2 separate regions of the Sus scrofa genome follow, and region 2 is linked to region 1. The links are chromatin contacts, called in public Hi-C maps. All regions are on one chromosome and are shown on one strand. The core of a region is the stretch at or near the end of the contact, and the rest is flanking DNA. Distances in the headings are between cores, read along the strand shown. Region 1 overlaps LOC102167422 (a long non-coding RNA gene). Region 2 overlaps LOC102167422 (a long non-coding RNA gene).

What was found. A called contact is a pair of places that touch in the nucleus more often than the background predicts.
Region 2: a Hi-C map of skeletal muscle shows a contact between it and region 1, with 6 times the contacts expected there. The contact joins two enhancer-like sites. A contact is called at or near these places in 1 of 47 Hi-C or Micro-C datasets (skeletal muscle) and 1 of 2 datasets of contacts at active chromatin or transcription factors (skeletal muscle).

The regions. Positions count from the first base shown.
Region 1 is chr1:232,590,360-232,594,589 of Sscrofa11.1, forward strand. The region is part of intron 2 of LOC102167422 (a long non-coding RNA gene); the gene reads left to right. Among named protein-coding and RNA genes, the nearest start is that of TLE4, 240 kb to the left of the region's middle. Within about 2 kb of position 2,267, at least 2 of the 83 cell types and tissues checked have an H3K27ac peak or open chromatin away from gene starts, as enhancers often do. A contact at or near this core is called in skeletal muscle, where this site is marked.
Region 2 is chr1:232,735,559-232,739,370 of Sscrofa11.1, forward strand. The region is part of intron 2 of LOC102167422 (a long non-coding RNA gene); the gene reads left to right. Among named protein-coding and RNA genes, the nearest start is that of NPAP1, 340 kb to the right of the region's middle. Within about 2 kb of position 1,988, at least 5 of the 83 cell types and tissues checked have an H3K27ac peak or open chromatin away from gene starts, as enhancers often do. A contact at or near this core is called in skeletal muscle, where this site is marked.

The DNA of each region.
Region 1 (4,230 bases), core at 1,017-3,516:
TGGGAAAGAGCATTTGTGCACTTGTATTAAAAGTACTCCTTCTTAAAATGGAAAGTATTGCATTTAAGAGACAGAACAATGTCCTTATTTCATCCCTGATAAGATGTCCTGCTTTTAACCCTTGATAGATTCCACTGTTGCCTCTACTGCTTAACTCTCATCCCACCCCCCACTCTGGCCTAAATGCTCCTCTTCCTTAACTGCAGCCACTAGTATTTTGTGACAAAAGACCCCTCCTCCATAGATGGACCATGAGAACCACAGGGCCAGTCCCAGTGTGACTTTTTACCTCCCACAAGAAAATAGTTTCCTACTCCAGTTGAGGTTAAATTTAATCTTTTTGGTGAATGTAGGGCAGCTATACTTTAGTTTCTTAAATAAAAAAGATGTGAGATGAAGTAAGGCATAACATTTAGGGAGACCTACCCAGGCACCGCAGACTTCTAGTGAGGCCGCAGATCTCAGAACTTCACTGTGATTAGAACCATGATGGTGTTAGACTGACGATGGCTTGCTTAACCTTACACTTGCCATGATTCTGGACTGAGCACACTGTTTCCTGTAAAGAAAATCTCTGCTTCTTATGTGCACACAGCAGGTGTTCATCCTTGCACCAGTCCCTACTCAGTGCCACTTGCTGTTTATAGTGATTTTTGAAATTTTTCATTTTGCAAAAATTTCAAACTTATGGAGGTGTTGCAAGTTTAAAGAGAACTGTATAGCTTTTGCCCAGATTGACCAATTTTGTTTTGATTGAACACATGTTAAATTTTAACTCGTTATTAATGAGGGAAACACACAGTGTCACAACTGATTCAAAGGTTTGTTTATAGATCAAAAATATGGAAATGAATTTGCAAATGTATGCAAAACTGGCTTTTTCCACAAAGGGGGAGGGAGGTCTGCTGTACCTCCACTTGACAGAATTTTTGTACAAGAATTGTCTTGCCTTTCTATGAAGACTAATTTTCAGCATTTTGCCACAGATCCTTTATTCTGATTATATTTTCCTTAATGCTTTGAGCTTAGTTTGCATGGCCCTTGCCCCAATGACCATAATACCTTTAATTCACTGGTAATTCTGAGAGAAAACACATTTTCTTATAAAACCATAGCAAGTTACTGAATTTACAAAATTTAACATTGATATAATATTTTAATCTACAATTGATGTTTTGTCAGTTGTTCTGATAATATTCTTGGTGGCATTTTTCATTCTCTAGTACTGAATTCAGTTCAAGGTCATGTATTTTCTATACTTATCTTTTTATTGAGATATAATTGCCATACAATATTATATAGTTTCAGGTGTGCATCATAATGATTTGATATTTGTATATATAAATATCACAGTAAGTCTAGTTAACGTCTGTCACCATTCATTGTTACAATTTTTTTTTCTTGTGATGAGAATTTTTAAGATCTACTCTCTTGTCAACTTTCAAATATGCAATAAGGTATTAAACTATAGTCCCTGTGCTGGTCATTACATCCCTAGGAAATGTTTATTTTATAATAAACCACCTTCACCCATTTTACCCCACCTCCACCCCTACCTCCCCCTCTGGCCACTACCAATCTGATCTCTGTATTTATAGTATCTCTTTAGTTCTTTTTATATTTTCAATAAAGTTTTGGAGTTTATTTGTGGAAGTTACAGAATTTCTGTAATTGTGTGTTCTTCATATGATAATATCCTCAGCTACTATGTCAAAAGCTTACTTTAAAAAAATGCATTTTGATTCCAAATACTGGGGGGAAAATAGCAAGCATATATCAGAACATCAAAGTAAGTCCCACCATGCCTACAGTGTACAAATAGCTGTTGATGAGTTTGCCATGCTTACTGAACTGAATAAGTATAAAAGCTTTGCGTGTGCATTCCTATTTTCAGGCCCAATACAGTACGTTAACCTCAGAATATCAAATTGAATCAGGGGTTCTGAGAAGAGCCGTCTGCAAAGCAGTTAGAATGACACTCTTCATTACACTATCTAGATTCGGGTTTCAGGCAACTATAACCAGACCTTTTCTAACCTCTCACCTACGGTGAGATACGCACAGCTACCCAAGTTAGTGACTGCCTTCTGGCACGGGCCCTGTACCTCTTAAAGTGAAGTCCACTGAGGCCCACAGAGCCAAATCTGAAATTATTAGGAAGAAGCTTTTCTGGATGACATTTTTTTTTTCTTGGTGAAACCCAAATAAGTCTGCTTGCTGCACACACAGTATGTCAGCACGTATTATGCAGTCTGGGGCTGAGTGGATGTGTCAGCTGCCCATTAGACCACACTAAAATAGAATTGCTGGGTGCCTGAAGCATGAAGCATGATATTAGATAAAGTGATGAAATTTCACTCGATTAAAGAGCCAGGTCAAGGACAGTTACCTCAGGAAATTCCTTTTTTCCTCGAATATTCTCGCAACTTTGATGAATTTATCGTTTTCTTGCTTATTTTTCATTATCGTCTGGAACTTTATGAACAATAAAATGTGCCCTCAGCAGGCACTGACATATTGGAGCGATCAGAATCATAGGTTATATTGATTCAAAGAAAGAAAGGGGGGAAAAAGACGGAATTGACATTGCCGCAGGTCAAAAGCCCTTGGAAATGTTGGATTGATTTGTTTAGACAGTTGTTTGATTTCTCACTCTCTTTCTCATTCTCTAGCTCTTTTGTTTTTGTTTTTGTTTTTTCTTAATAAAAGGATAGGAAAAGAAGAGAAAAGGGTGATCTTTTTTATTTTAGGCCAGTCGAAGGATAGGAACAGAAGCATATGGCTTGGCAGAAAGTTTTATTTTTATTTATTTGATTTATAAGGACAGAAGAGAAATGCTTCTTGCAAAGGGCTTCTTTTATCAAAAAGACTTGCAGGCTGAAAATAAATGACTGCATACCTGCACTGCTTCTTAAATTTGAGTTGAAAAACCACAGCTAGCCAGGGTAAAGCAGTCTGGCTGTCCCTTCCAGTAGGAAAAAAAAAAATTTGTAGTTCATTCATACTGTATTCTGACTTATTTACAGTAACATTTGAGGAGTGAAGGGAATGAGAAGTGAATATTCAGATCACTTCAGTTTCCCCCTTAGATCTTGAGGATTCTCCTAGCCCCCCTCCTCCCCTCCCATCCTGCCAGTGAGGGTGGAGGTTCTTAAGTCAGGCGGCATCCAGGACAACCCTGAGGGAGCAGCACTGAGGCCAGCTAATCAGATCATGTAGAACTCTAATTCGATTGGTTCAGCTGCTTCTTCTTTGGGCCAGAAAATCCACAGTTGCAAATGTGCTCATCTGGGGATTTCAGGACATTTTGGAGGCATAAGCTTTCAGCACCACTTGAGGGTCATTACAAACCCCCAACTCAACAGATGATTGAGGAGCCTTAGTTCAATAAATTTCCCAGACAGTATTTTAACTTTGGTGCTTTGATTTCATTCCATGCTGCTTGAGTTTTTAGGTTCCTCTTTCTCCCTTCATAATATAGGAATAATATTAGCATTTATACCTCTTCTGGCTTATAGGATTATAATGAAGATGAAATAAAGGCATCTGTTTATTTACAGGTATGTTGAGGTCCTACGAGGAAAAGTGTCATCTAGATTTCAAATGGTGTCATGACTATGTTTTTATACAATATGAATTTTTAATACTAGTGGACAAAGAATTGGTGTGACCCAATTAGCTATACTTCCTTGGAATATGAATCATAGATAGACACCCTTAAAATTTACATCTGCTTTTTTAGCAAATTCCTTATGCATTGCATGAATGTTTCTATAAATCAAACTTCTTTTATAATAGCATTTTTGAGATAAGAGTTGATATCCAAGGAAGAAATATCTTAAAGGTAGCCTGGTGGGATGGACCGGAAATACAGGAAGGCTTCTTGGGTATAATGCTGGTTTCTCAGTGTCTTCATAATTAAAAAACAGAAGTGAGAGAGCAAAAATATTTTTTTTAATTACAGGAAAAAAGTACAATTACTTGTTATATAAAAATGTTAGATACTTGTTTTCAGATCTGTTTGACTGTAATCTTTCTTTTCTTTTTCCCCTGGAGCCGGGGGGGGGGGGGTGGTGGTTGTTTTTTGTTTTTCAAAGTATTGAAGTGGTTTGAAAGATCAGAAGGCAGTTGTGTTAAGTTTTCTATTATTAGCATGGAAGTGATAACAGCTTTCTTATCCCTTGGAGAAGAGGTGGCAGTTGCAGGCTGAGGAGTTCTCAGTGCCGTACT
Region 2 (3,812 bases), core at 738-3,237, 140 kb after region 1:
ATCCTTCAAATCTCAGTGAAAATGCTCCCTTCCTACTCTCCCTCCCCCAAGACTTCCTTCCCTATTGTTCCCACTGAGCTTAGTACATTATCTACAGTATATTAATTGTATTTAATTATAATACAGATAGTTCAATTACCAAGTATGCATTATGTACCACACAGTTTATACATATATTCACTTATCCTATCATTCATTCATGAGTTGATACATGAACATCTTTTAAACCTAAGTCACTGTGCTAGGTAAATCCTTGGGACATCAAGACAGTAAAACAGCTGCTTTTAGGAAATTTAGCATTTAGTGGGTTTAGTGGTGGTGGTGGGGTTTCAAATACCATTTACTGAGTGGCTATTGTGTTTTAGTTGCTGTGCATTGTCTCTAATTTCATAACCATCCTGTAAGATAAGACCAGGGAAGCAGACACTCAGAGAGTAAACTCATTTGACTGCTTTGAGGCCACATGGTTAGGAAATGAAACAGCTGAGATTACAATTTAAATCTCATTGGTTCACGACTAATTTTTTTTTCCTTAATTACATTCCTGTTATTCTCTGCTTGTTAGTATCTTTGCAAATGGCAGCTGTAGCTCTTTGCCCCCGTCATTTCCTTTAGCAGAAATGCTAAAGGAAGCATTTTATTGTTTTACTGTAAGATCTATGGGTTAGGGAGCTTATCTCTTTAGCACTGGTTTCTGCCAGAGGGGTTAGGATTTTGTAGGTGTTCCATGAAGATTTGTTGAAAAGATGCTTGCACACGTGAATGAAGTAGAAGGTTCTCCACACTGAGCTTCAGATCCCATTCTTCAAAGTGATCTGGCCTCAGTCAGCCCAGCTCTCTTTCCTAGCTCCAGGCATCTATTACCTGTATCAGTCAGGGTCCAGCCAGTAATTGAAGTAGGAAGTATCTTAACACAGGAATTAGAGGCTTGCATCTCCATGAGAAAGTCTGGGAGCTTAGGCTTGGAGGGAATGGCTGGTGCTCAAGAAATCTGAAAGTGTAGGAAGCTGTGGCAACCTTGCAGTGATTTTTTGATAGGACACTGAGACGTCAAGTTACCGAGGCCACAGTAGCTTCTGGAGAGAAGAGGCTTCTCTTTGCTTTCCAAATGATAAGTGGGAAGCTTTCCTTGGAAGCATCTAACCCAAAATCTTAGAGGTGGATAATGCTGGGAAATGTAGTTCCTAGGAGAGAGAGCAGAAGGAGGTGAGGAGGTTTCTGCGTTAACGGTCTGACTCTTGTTAAATTCATTTTCATTTTCTCTTTGCTCCATGATAGTTTCTCACTGTAAGCCTCAGCACCTGACCTCACTCAGGCGACACTTCCATAAGTCAGCTTGTGTCTCATTGCCAACACTGGCTCTACCCCAACTTTCACCGGTAGCCAAAGGAGATCTAGTTCTTACTAGAACAAGGATATTCTTCTTCTTCTTCTTTTTCCCATTTCCAACAGAGACTAAATTATGAGGTCTAAATCTGGGTAGGGCTTTCAAATAGAGCCCTGACCAGTGCTGAATCAACTTGAAGAATGATGAAGGGCTGGCTTCTCTCTCTCGGCAGCTGCGAGCTTGGTCAGCCCTTTGCAAAGTAAGAGGAAATTTAATGAACCCAAATAAGACATGATCCTTTGTGGCTATAAAAGTTACACTTTGAAAAAGCTCAGCTGGTCAAGAGCCACTTGAAAATGATGTTACTGCTGGGGAACTCTGTCAAAAGTCCTCTCCTCTGGGTGAGTTTCCTTCTCTTTGAGGGAAAACAAAGAGAGGTTTTACAAGCTAGAGAAGGGTCATTTTGCTATTTGAAAGAGCACATTCAAAAATTGAGGCCCAGTGTGATTGGGAGACATCCATAGTCAGTACTTGTTTATTTGTCCAGCTTTACACCATGTAAGTGATGCAGAATCCTTTCCGCCTCTAATAATAACACCCCCGTGGCCCTGAGTTAATGGAAAGCTGGAATGGCCAAATAAGAGCTGGTGCTCAGATTAACCACTGTGGGTCAGACAAGTCCACAGCTGTGGTTGAGGAGGGAGGCGATGGGGTGGAGGGGAGGAAGAGCAGAGGGAGCTCTTCCTAAAATATTTTTGCCTAGTCAACAGATTTAATGCACGGTATTTTACCACCAAATTCATCAAATGGAGGATTTTCGAAAGGATCAGAGGCAATGACCACCTAATTCAGATTCTATGGTATCTAATTGTACAAGCAGCACATTTGGAAATCTTTTGTGCTTAAGGAGTCTTCATCTGTAGAGCACTTGGTTTGCTTATACAGTAGGCAACAGGGCTTAAATGGCATAATTATTATGTGTTTCTAGTTTGCCTCAAATTTTGATTCAATCAGAATCCCTGAATCTGACAGCCTATAATCAAACAAAGGGAGTGCTCTGGAAGCAAGGGATTAACAGAGGGGAATTAAACTGTCGTTTTGAAACAGCTTAGACCAATATGAAAGCCCATTTAGGAGTCTCTCCATAAATATCCCTTTTGTTTTGTCTAATTGCCGGTTTGAATGTATCAGACTCATCAATGGGATTAGGGTTAATAGATGTTTGGTCACGCAGAACATGCAGAGGAGGAATCTGATACACACACACAAAAATTGCACTTAATGAGCTTAGCAAATGTTTGCCATATTTTTAATGAACCCTGGGGCTGTCATTTAGAAATGCTTAGCAACTGCTTTTCCATCCTTGAAAATAGAGCAACTGAAGGACATTAACACTATGTACACCCGTAAATAAGAGGAGCTATTTAAAGACACCAGCCAGGAGGAGGGAATGGTGACACTTTTCTGTCCAAGAGCCAGTGTTACTTAACACTCTGGGTGTGGGTTCAGTGTCTGACAACATATTTGGGAGGTTCAAGTTTCCCCAAAGGGCACTGTGGAGCGTGAGGTTTTTGCAAAGAGTCATATAACCATTTTCCTTTTTTAAGTGAAACCTGTTTAGGATCGAATCTCCCAGTCCCCTCCCCCAGCCCCTGCTTCTGTTTTTCACACCTTCCTGCTGCCCTTTCCAAATATCTGTGGAGAGGCTTTGGAAATTGGAGAATATGTGTTGCTGCCGCTTCCCCAAGTCCAAGGCCGCCATGGCCACGAGGCAGGCCACTCCTCAGCTCAGCTGAGCAGGGTCAGATCGGCAGGCTCTTGGGATTGATTACTCAGAAGATTGAATGATCCATCTTGGGAGCCCTTGGGATTTGGCTCCGAAAGCAGTGCAGTCGGCAGTAATGGGGACTTATTGAAGTAGGCCATGTGGCTTGTGCTGTCAGAGCACAGACTGGGCCTAAAAGAATCAGGTTTTCCTTGGGGAAGGTTTGATTTGATAGACAGAGCACAGCATGCAAGTCCAATGGATTATAGTTAGAGCAAATGAAGGATGACTTGGACCCCTTTGTTTTCATAGAGCCAATTGATTTCAAGGACTTCCTGCTCTCGGCCATCTCCTCCAGCCCTGCCCTTAAGGAGGCAAAAATAGACACCACCTCATTTATGTATGTATGTATGTATTTATTTATTTTATTTTTTGTCTTTTGCCTTTTCTAGGGCTGCTCCCATGGCATATGGAAGTTCCCAGGCTAGGGATCTAATCGGAGCTGTAGCTGCCAGCCCACGCCAGAGCCACAGCAACGTGGGATCAGAGCTGCGTCTGCAACCTACACCATAGCTCATGGCAATGCTGGATCCTTAACCCACTGAGTGAGGCCAGGGATCGAACCCACAACCTATGGTTCCTAGTCAGATTTGTTAACACTGCACCATGACAGGAACTCTGACACCATCTCATTTAAAAACAGAACAACAATAACAACAA